2 separate regions of the Gossypium hirsutum genome follow, and region 2 is linked to region 1. The links are chromatin contacts, called in public Hi-C maps. All regions are on one chromosome and are shown on one strand. Each heading gives the region's core, a stretch centred on a gene start, on an enhancer-like site or on the middle of the called end of the contact. The rest is flanking DNA. Distances are from core to core; before and after follow the strand shown.

The links. A called contact is a pair of places that touch in the nucleus more often than the background predicts.
Region 2: a contact with region 1 is called in a Hi-C map of leaf, with 1.8 times the contacts expected there. The contact joins the promoter of LOC107940431 here to the enhancer-like site in region 1. A contact is called at or near these places in 15 of 34 Hi-C or Micro-C datasets (anther, cotyledon, fibers and 3 more).

The regions. Positions count from the first base shown.
Region 1 is chrD11:72,056,863-72,064,460 of Gossypium_hirsutum_v2.1, forward strand. LOC107940447 (a long non-coding RNA gene) reads left to right here. Exons shown (of 2, transcript XR_005920869.1): 2 at 1,049-1,760. Among protein-coding and RNA genes, the nearest start is that of LOC107940449, 3.9 kb to the right of the region's middle. Within about 2 kb of position 4,264, at least 2 of the 9 cell types and tissues checked have an H3K27ac peak or open chromatin away from gene starts, as enhancers often do. A contact at or near this core is called in hypocotyl and leaf, where this site is marked.
Region 2 is chrD11:72,106,914-72,114,511 of Gossypium_hirsutum_v2.1, forward strand. It overlaps LOC107940431, which reads left to right and starts at 4,050. Exons shown (of 6, transcript XM_016873851.2): 1 at 4,050-4,196; 2 at 4,333-4,895; 3 at 5,088-5,327; 4 at 5,402-5,449; 5 at 6,094-6,123; 6 at 6,467-7,215. The coding sequence starts at 4,344. The coding sequence ends at 7,021. It overlaps LOC107940435 (a long non-coding RNA gene), which reads left to right. Exons shown (of 3, transcript XR_001695443.2): 2 at 1-121; 3 at 213-1,162.

The DNA of each region.
Region 1 (7,598 bases), core at 3,014-5,513:
CCTACAATTGTTACACCTACAATAATTAATTTCATTTCTTATCTCACACCTACAATTATCTTATTGAGTTATATAAATAATAAATTATATCTCATTAAAAGTATTTTATGTCATTCTTGTTAAATTTTTTTAACGGTATTTTCATTAAATCTATTAAAAAAATAGATACATGTTCCTCTCAGATTGTGAAATAACAATAATTTATTATTTTTGTAATTTTTTTTTAAGTTTGGACAAAAAAATCTTGAGTAGTAAATTAAACCTACTTCCTTTAAATTTATTATTTGGGTAACCTATTTTTGGGCTTTAAATTTATTTTTTTTATATTAAGGCTTGAATTTTCTTTTTATCTAAGTTGGGTCATGAACTAATTAATTGTTGTCACATTAAGGCCTGAACTTTTTTTGTGCTCAAGTTAGACCTCGAATTAGTTGAATTTAGTAATGTCATTATAATAAATGTAAAAATGAAACTTGTAAAGTAAACTATTTAAATATTTTAAAATTTATTAAAAATTATGCAAATATAAATAATATTTGTAAGTTGCCAAGTTATTATGCTAAGATAACCTATAAAATGGATAATGACATGAGAGATGATTAACAAGAACATTAAAACAAATCTCATAAACAACTTGTTCAACCACAAAATAGAAATCTTGCTTCCAAAATGATCATTTTATTTTAAGTGACATGTCAATGATACATTGTATCTGTTTATGAATAAATAACAGATAAATGTCAGCCCAAAGCAATCATATTTCGATATTGTATTTGTCTAAATCGATTACTGAACGACTAATCAAAGAAAATGGTAGATAATCACATAATTAATTAAAAAATATTATTAATAAGATGTTTTTTAACCAAAAAATAACAATTTTTTAAAGAAAAATAAATTATTGATTAATTAATAAAACAATCTCAGTGTGATCCAAGAAGATATTTAGAACCGACAAGAGAAGAAAAAAAATAGATGTGGTGTCGTTGATTTACTTGTCAGTTCTATTGTTTTTGATTCATCATCTGATCTGAGTTAAATTTTCCAGATCTTTACAAGATGATCAACAGCAACAATGGGGATTTGTTACATATGCTATGATGGACCTCTAACAGCTTGAGAGCGTGACAATTCCACGTGAGTGAATCTCTATTGTTACTCGATGATAACTGGGTGAACTCTATGTCGGATAAAGGCAAAAATAATGTGACCGTGAAGATGTTTCAGATAAGTTCCTTTGCTTCTTTTCTGGCTTCGGCTAACATAAAGTTCACCTGGTTATCATCGGGTAACAATGGTGGTTGTTTAACTTTAAACAATAAACAATCGGATGATTCGCGTGGTTCAAATGTCACTCTCTCATGCTGTTTAAGGTACTTTATAGGTTGATCTAATCTCAAAGACATTAATCCAGAATTTCAAGGGTGAGTTCAAGGACACTTCTTTAGCAGAAGCTGAGACAAAGCAGAGATTGCTCGAAAATACCCGAAAGTTCGGACAATTCTATCAACAATAATAGAAGATAATGTTTACAAATCTAATTATTAGATTTGATTTTATGACCTAAATCCCAATTTAACTTTCTAACCTAGTTTATGCAAGTACTTTATGCAAACCAGGGTTATCATTTCTTTTGCACGTACCTGTTTTTGGACTTATGAAAGAAGTTGTTAAGCCATTTTCAGCTATAGTACTTTTATTTGGTTGTTAGTTTTGAATACAAGTTCATGCCATATGCATGTATGTTAATTTTTTTTTTTAGTTTTCTTAACGTATTTAGTTTTGAATACAAAATTTTAGGCCTTTATTTTGAATTGAGCTTAGTCAAGCATAAAGTGTGTTATCCTCTAGATATACCTATATAAATTGCATTGAACATCAACTGCCTTAAGTAGCTTTTGGGAACTTGGATCTCAAAACATGAATTTGGGCTGTCAAGCTTTATGACAAAACATGTAAATGTAGCATTTATGATTATTTCACGAATAATAATCCGATTCTATTGGCACCGTGGCCATTGAGGCATCTCGTGACGGCTTTAAGCTTTTTGTAAGCGAATTCTTTCGGCATTTTGATTATCACCTAAGTAAAAGACTGTCCTAGTTTCTTGAATTTATCTTGAATTAAGCAGTTGTGTGGACAGTGAATTAGAGGGGTTGAATTGATTTTGAGTCGGATTAATTTGAGGATTAAAAATTTTGATTTATTTTTATTCTAATTTGAGGTTCCATTTAAGCTTCATATTGCTCCATGGCAAAATAAGAGGCAAGAGACAAAAGAACCGTACAAAGTACCGCGCTGTGATTACCTGTTCTAGGAGAAGTAAATCAAGAATCGGTACACAGATGCAGATTCCAAACAAGAAACGAAGCTAGGGAAGCTAAATTCACATGCCTTGTTGAATGATACGAACGCCACTGTTTCTACCAAGAAGCAGAACACGAGATCCTTTGCTAAGTAAAAAACGAGGACTAGCTGCAGTATAAACTGAGGCAAAAAGGAAATGAGCTTTTCCAGAACCGAAAGATGGCGTTCTTAGTTGAGGTAGATATGGTAGAAATAGATGGAAAAAATCATGTCTTGGATCAATGCGAGTAAGATGGTACCCCAACTCCCAACTTTCTCAATCGAAATGAAGCAGGCAGTCCGATATATTCTTCCGAAAAGTGAAATTACAGAATAGGTTAAATTAGAGACGGTAAAAGTACTACAAAACTCCCTATACTATTTCTTAAACTGCATTTCAACTCCTCTACTGGAAAATGGGTAAATTACGATTGAAATTTATCTAGAATGTTCTTGAATTTGGTATTATGTTTATTTTTTGTTGAGTTATAATCGTATTTTAGATGTTTAATATTTGTATAAAAATTTGATATGGATTTTGAGACAGTGATATGTCTTATGTTTGGTGTTATTTTTTCATGTTTCATTTTGTATCACGTGATGTTTAATATTGTTGGGTTTTAACTTTATATTCATTTTGTATATTTTTATGGGTTATAATTGTATTTAAAATGCTTTTATATTCATAAAAGCGTGATAGGTTTGATAATAGAGATAATATAATTTTGTTCTTTTGAAACTTGTCAATTAGGTTAATTTTGGTCATTGAATTTAGCAATTAGATTTATTTTGGTCTATGAGTTTGGATTATGTCAAGATTTAATAATGCGATCAATGTTACTTGAGCAAGATTAGATTGAACGACAAAATCAGATTGAACGGATTGAGAATTGATCGATATAACGAGTTGAATAAAATGGATAGATTGAATTTAGTCAAGCATAAAATGTGTTAACCTCTAGATATACCTATATATATTGCATTGAACATCACATCTGCCTTAAGTAGCATTTGGGAACTTGGATTTCAGAACATGGATTTGGGTTTGCAAGCTTTATGACAAAACAAGTAAATGTAACATTTATGATTATTTCACAAACAATAATCAGATTCTATTGGCACTGTCGCCCATGATTCTATTGGCATCAAGCTCTTTGTAAATGTATTCTTTCGGTATTTTGATTATCTCCGATGTAAATGATTGTCTTATTCCTTTTCATGCTTCAACTTTTTAGAGTAAACCCATATTAAAGCACCAGCAAATTAGGGCTAAAAAAAAGTGCCCTTCAAGGGCAAATCTAAAAGTTCCTTTTAGGATGGTCAAAAATTAATTATGAATTTTTTAAAAGTCAAAACATAAGTGACTTTGAAGGGATTGATTTTTAATAAAAAATTAGTTATAATTAAGTTCTTATAATTAATTAAAAATTTATTGACTTCCTCTATTAATGTTTAAAATTAACGTTAAAATTAGTTCACAAATTAATCAGACGACGACATTTGACAGACTCATAATTAATCTTGTACTTTTTTTAATAAAAAACATTAAAAATTATAAAAATGAAAAAATTAATTAAAATCAGCTTACTTAAAAATTTTTATTAACAGCAAAGGTTTAATTAAAATTTCTTTTTTAAGGGCTTTTTGTCCTTTAGAACCTAATTTTTTTGTATTTAATACTTGCATCAATTTTATTATTATTATTATCACATAGTTAAATTTAAATGAAGTCAAATTAAAATTTTAAATAAGAATAAAACTCTGTCGATGTTATTTTAATTTTTAAAATTTAATCTAAAATTTTTATTTAAAAAAGATAGAAACTAATAATAGGCGATATGGTACATAGGAGGGTTTAGGAAATAGGACAACCCCACCCTCCCACCCAAATAGTAAGGGACATTGTTGTCATATTGGAACATAGGACAACATAAAAGAGAAATACATCCACGGATTCGTCCTAGTCATTTCTCCTTTCACCTTGGCCCCAGTTGGGCAAATTTGAAGCTGCTTATTGGGAGTTTTAACACTACTACATTATTTTAAGGGTCCAATCCCAAGACAGACAAAATCCCTATGATGGAGAGCCAATTATCCTCATTAATGCTCTTTTATTATGGTCTTGTCAAAATGCTTTGTCAGAAGTAATCATTCTCTTTGAATATAAAGGAGTTTCGTCTCGCTTCCAAATTACAAGCAGAAAAATGAGTCTCGAGCTTGTTTCATCCTCTTCCTTTTTATTTAATCCCTAAAAGCTTGTCTTACTTTGAACTACTTATGGGTTGGGTTCGACTCAAAATCTGGTATGGAAAGTAGAAAATTTCAGGTAAAAATATAAATTTAAAAAAGATTTGGACAAAAAAATAATGTCAGTTTAGAAAATAAGTCGTGTAATACCCCTAACCCGTATCCTTCTCTAGAATAGGGTTATAGAGCATTACCAGAATTTACAAATTAATTTTCAGACATTTTATTTCATCAAGCATTCATATTTATAACCAATCAAAATCAAAACATTTATGAGTTATCATTAACCAATTTAACTTATACAAGTCATTATAATCAGAATCAAATCATCCAAAATTACTAATAGAACCAATGGATAATGTGATATATCTCCAACAAGCTTCCAACCTAATCGAGCTTCTGATAATCATTTTAAAACATATAATAATTATACCTATTACCAATAATAATTCAATTCCAATAATAAAACACACATATATATATAATATTCATTATCAAATAGCATTCACTTCTATTAAAATTAAACAAAATATAGTTCATACGAACTAGCCAGGCTAAATTGCAGAAATAGAAAAATTCAGGGACATTTTGGAAAATTTATATTTTTCTCGAATTTCCACCCAATCTTGATCTAAATTAATATTTCATTCAATTTACTAATTTAAATAATAAAACAATTCATTTCATGCAATTTGGTCACTTTTTGATATTTTTACAAATTTACCCTTAAAGTTTCACATTTGTTCAATTTAGTCTCTGAACTTAAAATAGGTAAATTGGCCATTTTCAATGAAAACTAATACTAGTTGAATAATCATATATTTTCCTCCTCCTTCTCTCCATTCCACATCCTTAATGTATATAACATGCTTATATGTAACATTATCTATAATTTCACCATTTATTTATATATTCATTCAAACCTATTCACTTGAGTAATAATCACTAAATTATTCATATCTTGAGCTACGGAACTCCAAATTAAGATCCGCTAATTTTTTCCAAAACTAGACTCACATTTATTCTTACCATAAAATTTTCAGAATTTTTAGTTTATCCAATAAGTAGAGTTTATTCTTTAAAGTCATCCCTGTTCTGCTGTCTGACAGTTTCGACCCTTCTTCACTAAAAATTAATTATCTCCTCGTACAGGATTTGGATGATGTTTCCATTTGTTTCTATTAGAAATGGACTCATTAAGAATTTTAATCATGTAAATTTTAACCCCTAATTATTTTTATGAATTTTTTTATAATTTTCCAAAGTCAGAACAGGGGAACCCAAATTCATTCTGACATTGTCTCACAAAATTCATTATATATCATGATTTACAATTCCATTACTTACACCATTTCTTCTATGAGAAACTAGACTCAATAATATTTAATTCCATATTTTTCTCATCCTCTAATTCGATTTCCTTGATTTATGGCGATTTTTCAAAGTTAACCTACTGCTGCTGTCCAAAACTGTTTTAGTGCAAAATGTTGATTACTAAATTTATAACACCCTTATTCCCTTTCTCTATAGCATTTCCCATCACTTTCTCTTATTTTTCTTCACTAACATATCAATAACATAGAAACTTATATAATAAAATCCTACATTAACATCAATTTCATACTTTTTCAATAATATTAAACTCAAAAATATATTAAAATCTTGACGTTCTTGCCTTGCTCTATTGATTTCAATCTTTATCTTGATTTTCTCTCTCCTCCAGCCTCTATTTCTTGAATCTAACTTGATATTCTAGCTCCCTATAGTTTCCTTATCAATTTTCTCTCTTGGTGGTTATGGAAATTTCTTTGAATTCTAAGTGAAAATGGTAGATTTTTGGTAAAGGACCAAATTGTAAAGAAAATAAAACTTTCTTTCTTCTTCTTCTCACGTTGGTGCATGGGGAGGATGATGAATTCTCTTCATCTTTCCTCCCTTTTATATTAATCATTTAATAATAAAATAATACTAAAAATCTTAATAAAATATTAATTAAATAACATTTATCTAATTAATTAATTAAAAATATCACCAACATCATCATTACCTTCTAGAATTTTCTCTCTCTAATTGACCATTTTGCCCTTTATAATCTTTTAAAATTCCATCCTTAGTCATCATTTAGTTTGGTAAAATTGCAATTTAGTCCCTCACAATTCTTCACCTTTTTCAAATTGGTCCTAATCCATCCATTTTACTTAGTTTCTATATCATTCCACTCTTAAAATATTTACACCATTGGTCCTTTAACTTTTTCATATTTACACTTTAACCCCTCAAATTTTGAGTATTTACTCTTAGACAACAAAACTTTTCTCACTTTTACGATTTAATCCTTTTTTGAACTAATATGTCATAAGATACTTCCCAATGTTGACATAGCTCCAAAAATTTCCCCTTTTTCTTTTTCACTTTATTTCCTTATTTATTATATCAAAAATAATATCTTATTGTAAAAATTTTTGGGGTATTACAGGTCGAACCTCAGATAACCCGAATATGCAAAAAAAAGTTATTTTATCACTGTTTTGTTGCTATTTTCTTCTTTTTTTTTACTATTTTACGACCATTTAACTATTATATTGTTATTATATAACTCTGTTTTATTGTTAATTTTATTATTATTTTAGAGGTATTTGTTTGTTAAGTTACATTTATCTTACTTTTATTTAAGTATATATATTAATCTATTTTCAATTTGTTGGAAAATATTTATTTTAATATTTTAAGTATTTTTGTTGTATTATATTTTTTTTTAAAAATGTATATAAAAAAGCAATATAAAAAAGAATAATACGGTCGAGCCAAACTCGAGTTTTATCATTTTTATCTAGGCCTATTTTTCAGGCTAAGTCGAGTTTGGGCCTAAAATTTTGATTGAGCTTTTCTTGAACTTGGTCCGATTTGACTCATGAGCACCTCTAATTAGACCCTGACCCTTGTCATTCATTTGATTTAATCCCAAAATAAAATTAATTTCATTAAAATTATTTTATATAGTCTTC
Region 2 (7,598 bases), core at 2,800-5,299, 50 kb after region 1:
TGTAGGTCTACTAATCTCCTAGAACAAGTTCAGTGACTTCATTTTAGCAGCAGTTGAGTCGAAATGGATATTGTTCAAAAAACACTAGAAGTTTGAACAATTTTATCTACAATTATCAGAGGTATTCGATGTTTAAATCTAAATCTTGATTACTAAGTTTGATTTCATTATATAAGTCTTCATTTAACTTTCTATTTGACGTAATTATTCAGGAGCTGAAAGAAAAAAGCAAGAGAGCTATGCAACCTTGAATAATAATATGGTATGCACATTATACTCTAAGCCCTTCTTATTTATAAATCACATTAGTACTTAGATTTGGTTGTGGTGAGTTTCAAATGAGAATTCATGCCCAACACATGCATGTTCAACTTTTTTAGTTCTTTTAGTTTTCTTAATGTATTTAGAAGAATCTTTGATGGTCATATCCGATACCTATAGTCAAATGTGTTGGTAAATTACTCATTTCTAAATAACTTCATAATTATAATGTCAAATGCGGGTTTGCATCTAACATGTATTTGAAGGAATCTTGATGGGTCATATTTGACATCCATATCACAATATGCGTCAAACAGGCACTTCAAGCAAACCTCTACCTGAACAACCTAGAGTTTTAATATCAGACCAGATAACCTAATGTGTAGGACTCTCCCTGCTTCTCCAATTCTGCATGGACTTTTGCATTGAAAACCCTGTATTTTTGCCGTCTATATCTGGCCTCAATGCCTCGGGTTGTTCTTAGGACCCTTAAGAAGAGAGGTATGATATAGGTGCATATGTACTTAGTTGTATATTTATTGCATTGGAAAATCATGATCAAAACCAACTTAATGAAAACGAGAAAACAAGATTTGGAAAATCAATTTACTTGATTAATTTTTGGTGCATATGTATCTCTGTTGCATCTCCATTTTCTGCAGTATCAAGGGTTCATAATTTCTCAAGTGATCAGTCTGGGGTTGCCTTACTGGACGGTTTTTCATTTCAATCCTTTATTCATATTCTCTTACATTTCAAGGGTTGGGAACTAGACTTTGAAAAATTGAGGTATCGATATAATTTCTTTATTACAATATATTACACTTCGAACTTACGGCACTTGCCTATTTTTTGTTGTTTTAGCTCTCTGCAGCCTTTACATGGTTTGTTCAGAAGAACTTGCTACTAATGAGCCTATTACCCCTGATCAAGATTGAGAAGATTTGCCTCTAACAATGCAGAGTGAAAAGGCTATTTTTGATTATTAACTTTGTGGAAGGGACAACGAAACTCCGGAGTACATGGAACTTATCGTCGTTAGAATCGAGAATGTAATACTCCTAAATTATTATGAAAGTAGTAAAAATTTGAAAGTGTATAATTGATTTTTCGATAAAGTGAGAAAATGATATAAACAAAATAAAAGAAAGGTCAAAATTTAAGATACAAGTATAGTTATTCAGAATTTGAAGGGTCAAAATATAAATATGAAAAATATTGGTTTATGTGTAAATATTTAAAGTTTGAGGGGTTAAAGTATAAATATGGGAAAGTTGAAGGGTCAATAGTGCATATATCTTTAAGAGTTGAAAATGGATGAATAAGGATTAAATTGAATAAATGAAGAATTATGAGTGATTAAATTACAATTTTATCAAAACAAGTGATGGCTCAAGTGTACATGCAATAAAGCAATAGAGATTGAAGTTGTTTGTCGACTACAAGGTATCAAAGTCTACAGTTTTTATATGTTGGGAAATGTTAGAAAGCCAAAAGCTGTTGTAACTGTTGTATTTGGATTGCATTAATGCAGTGGTGAGGTTTGTAAAATCTAGAACAATGTGATTTCTTTTATTAGAGAAGACAGTGCGATTAGTTTTTAATCAGAATATAGAGTTGATAGAATTTTGTAAAAGAATTAAGTGAAATATCTTTAGATCTATGACAATGAAAGTTTCGTCTATTAAGTATTGATTTTATATTTCTGTCAATTTCGTGAGATATGACTCATTTGATATCAAATGTGCTCGGGGCTTGAAGGTAATGGTGTAGACACACCTCGAAAGTGGATCACTGTCTCTTGAGGTATATGGAATTTTCAAGACCAGATGAAAGACTTGCGACTTCAACATCTCTTCCTATTCGAGAGGTGAGAACAGTTGAAAATGTCTATAGTACAACCATTTTGTTAGAAAGTTTCTATAATGATATCTCGAAATCATCAATATGAGGACACTCATTCGTCTTAGCCTTAGATTTCAATGTATTCCTTAGGGATTACTACCCGAATTTCTCAATTATAGTATGGTGTCTATTTAAACTATATGAACGTGATAAAAACATTAGTGTTATATATACACTACTAAATACGAAATCGACTACGTTATTTGTATATAGTTCAAAATTAAATAAATACATACATTTGCTTTCGATAGTTGGTTTAATAGAAGTCGTATATCTTGAAGCTCGATAGGTAATCTCACGCAACTCGGGGTATGGTTCCACCTATTTAAATAACTTACTAGCATAATAATTTTATTTTAAATCAATTTAATAATGATAATATATATTGAATTTTACCTTGTTATGAGTGAGAATGTATACAGGTAGTTCACTCGAGGACGTAAAAATGGAAAGTGATACCGTTGCGATGATTGTAGTAATAAAAGGCAACCATCAATTTTTATTTTTTCTAGTTGCGTCGCCTGACACATCTCGTGGTACAATGTCACTAATAGGACGGACCCCCAAATAAGTTCGTCCGCTCTTCTAAAATTGATGAGTTTCAATAGCCACCTTAGATGGACGAGATTTCGTAATTTATCCGACATTAGGATACCCCCGATGATTTGAAGGATGTATGCCCGAGCGTGTCGTTCTCTTTGGACTTCAGTCGAATCCTTAACCAGCTCCACGAAATTATTTCATAATTAAGCCATTTCGATCCGACCTCCGTAAATCGTCTCCGGAACCACACCTAAAATATCATAATATACGATTCCCCAGTCAACAGGCCGAACAGACCCAATGACTATCAACCTGTAAACATGTTACCCCAACTGTAACTGTATGCCCTCTAGAGTGATAGTACACTCACCGCATGGAAGATGAAATGTGTGTGTCTTGAGTTTCCACCCTTTTACCAACGCGCTTATGAGTTTCGATTCCAACTTACACCCCCGGCCTACAAGGGCCATGTGCAAAAAACAACTTCCCCCAGATATGTTTCGATCAACGGTGATGGAGGATTGGGTAAATTACGAATGTGGTATTACAAAATTCGTTCATCCACTTATTTACATAAAAGTTATAAAAAAAAAATAAGTTCAATTATAACTATGAAATAAAAAATAAAAAAATTTAAAATTTATTCTTACCATTTGCAATTGATTACGTAGATGTGCTTGTTATCAAAACGGATTAGAGACCCAACCATTGCTAAAATTATAATTGAACACAAAATTTTTTTTAATAAAAATACTATTTCTTAAAATTACTAATAAAAAATAATAAAAAGAATAATTTAGATAAAAATAGAATTTTAAAAAACAATTTAAGAGACTATTTGAAAGATTTTTGAGAGATTTAGGAGAGAATTGTGTATAAAAAATGTGGGGAGGGGATTTATAGTTTTTTTTTACTGTTGGGGTCCAACGACTAGTTCAAATAGTCGTTGGAGTTGACCGTTAAAGCACGGGCAAAAATGCATCTACGTTAAAGTGCTTTACTAAAGTGTGCTGATGTGAATGCGTTTTATATGTTATTAGAAAAAAAAGCGTTGAGCTGAACACACTTCCTCACGTTTCTCTTAAAAACGACATTAACTTAACGCGTTTTGGGGGAGTTGACCCTTCTAGTAAATTTTAAACAAAACAATCCATTTCCATAATTTTTTTGTAAATGGGCCTGTGGTCGTTATTTTGGGTCGGTAAAATAGCCTAGTATCGTAAATCAAGGAAAAAAAGTTGTGGAGGGTACCCGTGGAAAGGCAGGTCAGTGGACCTACCAGATATACAAATTTACATACTTCGTGTCGAGTTCCTTTAAATTTCTCGAGCTGTCTTTAATACCACTTGACTTGATTCACGTATAAATATTTGATTTCATTCATTTCTTTGATCACCGGCTTGTTCATTCTCTACCTCTGAGTAGCTACTGAATTACTAGTATTTATCTGTCTTGCTTTGATTTTGCTGCTGAGTGTCCTTTTAAAGGTAGATTTTTTAGGAAATCTGGTTTCATATCCTTTGGTTTTGTTACTTTATATCTGTTGTTTGAGTGGAGTTCGTTTGTTTCTTTCTATCTGAATTCATTCAATGATTTCCGCTGATCTGATTTTAATTTCCCCAGATCTGTGAAAGATGACCAACCTTGACAGTGATTTCTACTTTGATGAACTTTTTCCTGATTACTCTCCGAGCAGCACCAACCTGGGATCTACGGTAGACCCTCAGACGGAGACATCTAAAGTAGAAACTAGCGCGGACGGACTGCTGTTGTCCAGCCTGGAACCTACGGGAAACCTTCGACAGCCTGGGAGGGCGACGCCTGAAGTACAGTATGGCGTGGACGGACTGCTGTTGTCCAGCATCGAATCTACAGGAAGCCTTCGACGGCTTGGTAGTGCGACACCTCAAGTACAAGATGGCGGCAACGGACTGTTGTTTTCGGTCGATTGTAATCAGGCTAACTTGGGCATTAAAAGAGACCTTGAATTAGTCTCTTGTAACTTGTCCGCACCTAAAGGACGAGTCACAAAGAAGCAGCGCGGGGGAGCCTTTTTTATCGGTGAATCATCAACTCTTCAAGAACAACCAGAGCCGAAACCGAAAAGGGAAGAACTTATTGAGGAAAAACCTATAAAGGGAGGTGCGAAAAATTTAGTGGATCGACTTGACAGAAAAATAATTAAAGTAAGTCTCATATTCAATTCAAATTATTGTTGTGCATTATACCTATATGTTGAAGATAATAAATCCCACATCGCCTGGATTGGTCGCCCATCAACTAGTCAATGATTCAGGCTATTAGTCCGAAAATCCTTGCATTGTCAATGTCTATATGTTTCTAACACTTGTTTTGTGTGTATATTTGGTGGCATGAAGACTTATTTGAATATGTATAAGATGATTGCGGAGAGAGCCTGTGATCTCTTACCACAAGTTTTCGGCTCCCTTGAGCAAATCGAAACAAAATGGCCACTGCTATCTGATCTCAAGAAAGTTAAGCAAAATATCAAGGAAATCCAGCGGAATCACAAGGGACAGCGTTTACCAGAAGCTGAGGCAAAGCAGAAATTGTTCCAAGTACGAAATGAGCTCAGACAATTTGACCAACAACTAAAGGTACACCAATGTTTACAAATATAATTGCCGAGTTCAATATCCTCTTGATCTAACGATTTAACTTGGCTTTTCAGGAGTTGAACAAAGGAAAGAACCCTGTGGCAATGTTCCTTAATAACAAGGTCTGCACATTTCTTATCATTGATATTAACTAATATAGTATTATATTATAATTATAATTATAATTATAATGCATGTCCTTATGCACTACACTTGTTTTTAGACATAGCAAGAAGTCTCTTTTTCAGCTATTTGTTTGGATTCAGGTTTACGCATTGGATACGTATTTGTGTATTTGAAGGTATACCTATATTCAAATATGTGTCTGTACATTCCTCATTTATAAACCTCATCACAATGTAAAGTGTTTCCGCATCCACTACACTTCTTTTCTAGATCTAGTAAGAAGTCATTTTCAATTATATTAGTTGGATTTGAGTACAAGTGTTTTTCTATGGATTCACGTCTAATCTTGACATATTTAATTTTTTTTTTAAAAATTCATATATTTTGAAAAACTTCGGAAGTTATATTCTAAACCAATGTTCATACATATGTCAAACACGAATATAAAGTGACATAGCTTCGAAAATACTATATATGTTCAACCTATGAACTTGGAAAGAAAAAGAAATGCATATCTTTCTTGATTAATTTGTTGTCTACCCAATATCTTCTTTTTTCAGGTCTCAATATCTAAAGTTATTTTTAGACTTGCCCTTATTATCATCTTTAATCATTTGTTTATATTTCTCCTAAATTTCAGGACTACGACGTGGAGACTCTTCAAAAAGAGGTATGGTGTATATACATATATATATATATAAATTTGGTAGATGATGAGTGGTAGATTTGAAAACTTGAATTACTAAAGTAGCATTAGATATAAATGTTATTTCTCGAATGTCTTATTAGTACTTGAATTTAATGTTTTTTCTAGTGTGGTACTTGTGTAATTTTTGTATGAATCTAATATCATATTTTAACAGAAATGACTATTCTGCTTTTTAATCTAATATATAGGGATTAATTTGATTTTTTTTAATAAAGAGAGGCAAATATAATCTCACTCCTAGCATAGGGGTTTCCGTGGTACTTTTACCAAATTATGACATGTTTTTGGTGTTTTTTTATTTCAGTTGTATTCTAAATATCCATTTATGAAAGAAGTTGCTGATGATCATGGAAGCTTGCCAACTCATGAAGAATTACAGTCTAAATATAATGAGTTCGCAAACGAAATTTATGCCAAAGACAATAACAAAGGGGATGTTCAAGACGAATTAAAGTCTAAAATTAATGAGTTGGAAAAGGAAATTTATGCCGAAGACAACAACAAAGTGAATTTTCTAGACTTCCCTGCCTTACGACACAGTACTGGTCTGGCACCTCCAGATTACCTTAAACCTATTGCAATTCGAATCGACCAGGCTCGTGGAAAAGCCACTGAATGTGTCAAAATTGGTAGTCAACTTCTGGTCTGCGCTGCAATTAAAGAGATGGAAGATTTGCTAGTCAAGGATTTGGACAAGGATAGGTTGAAAAAATGGGGAGCCGCACTCAAGATCGCTAAGGAACAGGATTTTCAAGTGGAGTTTGCTGATGATCTGTTGCATCATCGGCTTGTTTTATTTGCTGCTCAACAATGGTTGGATGCAACTAAAAAAAGGGGTTCCAAAATCATTAGTGGCTGAGCTCTCATGGTTGTGAATCAAAGGGTGTTTTCGCAGTTGCAGCAAAATATTTGGAAAATCACCCTGCTTCAATTTGTTTTTCATGAACTTTACCTTGTTTATCTGGACCTTATTCATGTGCTGTTGTGTTATAATCATATTGGAGATGAACTTTGAAAGATTAATATTTTATATTATATGGATGGATTTTGAGACATTGATATATTTTATATTGATTTTGTATCATGTGGTATCTAATATTATTATGTTTCAACTTTATCTAGAATGTTCTTGAATTTATATTATGTTGGTCTATTTTGTTGAGTTATAATTGCATTTAAAATATTTTATTTTTATATAAATTTTGATAACTTTAATAATTTATATTACATTGTGATATTCATCTTAAAACATTGATATATTTCATGTTGGTGTATTATCTTTCTATTATATCGTTTGGTATAATGTGATATCTAATATTGCCGTGTTTGATTTTTTATTGTGTTTGTATTTTTTTGTTATATTGATAGGTTTGATAATAGCGATAATATAATTTTTTGTCTTTGAAACTTGTCAATTAGGTCCATTTTTGTTATTT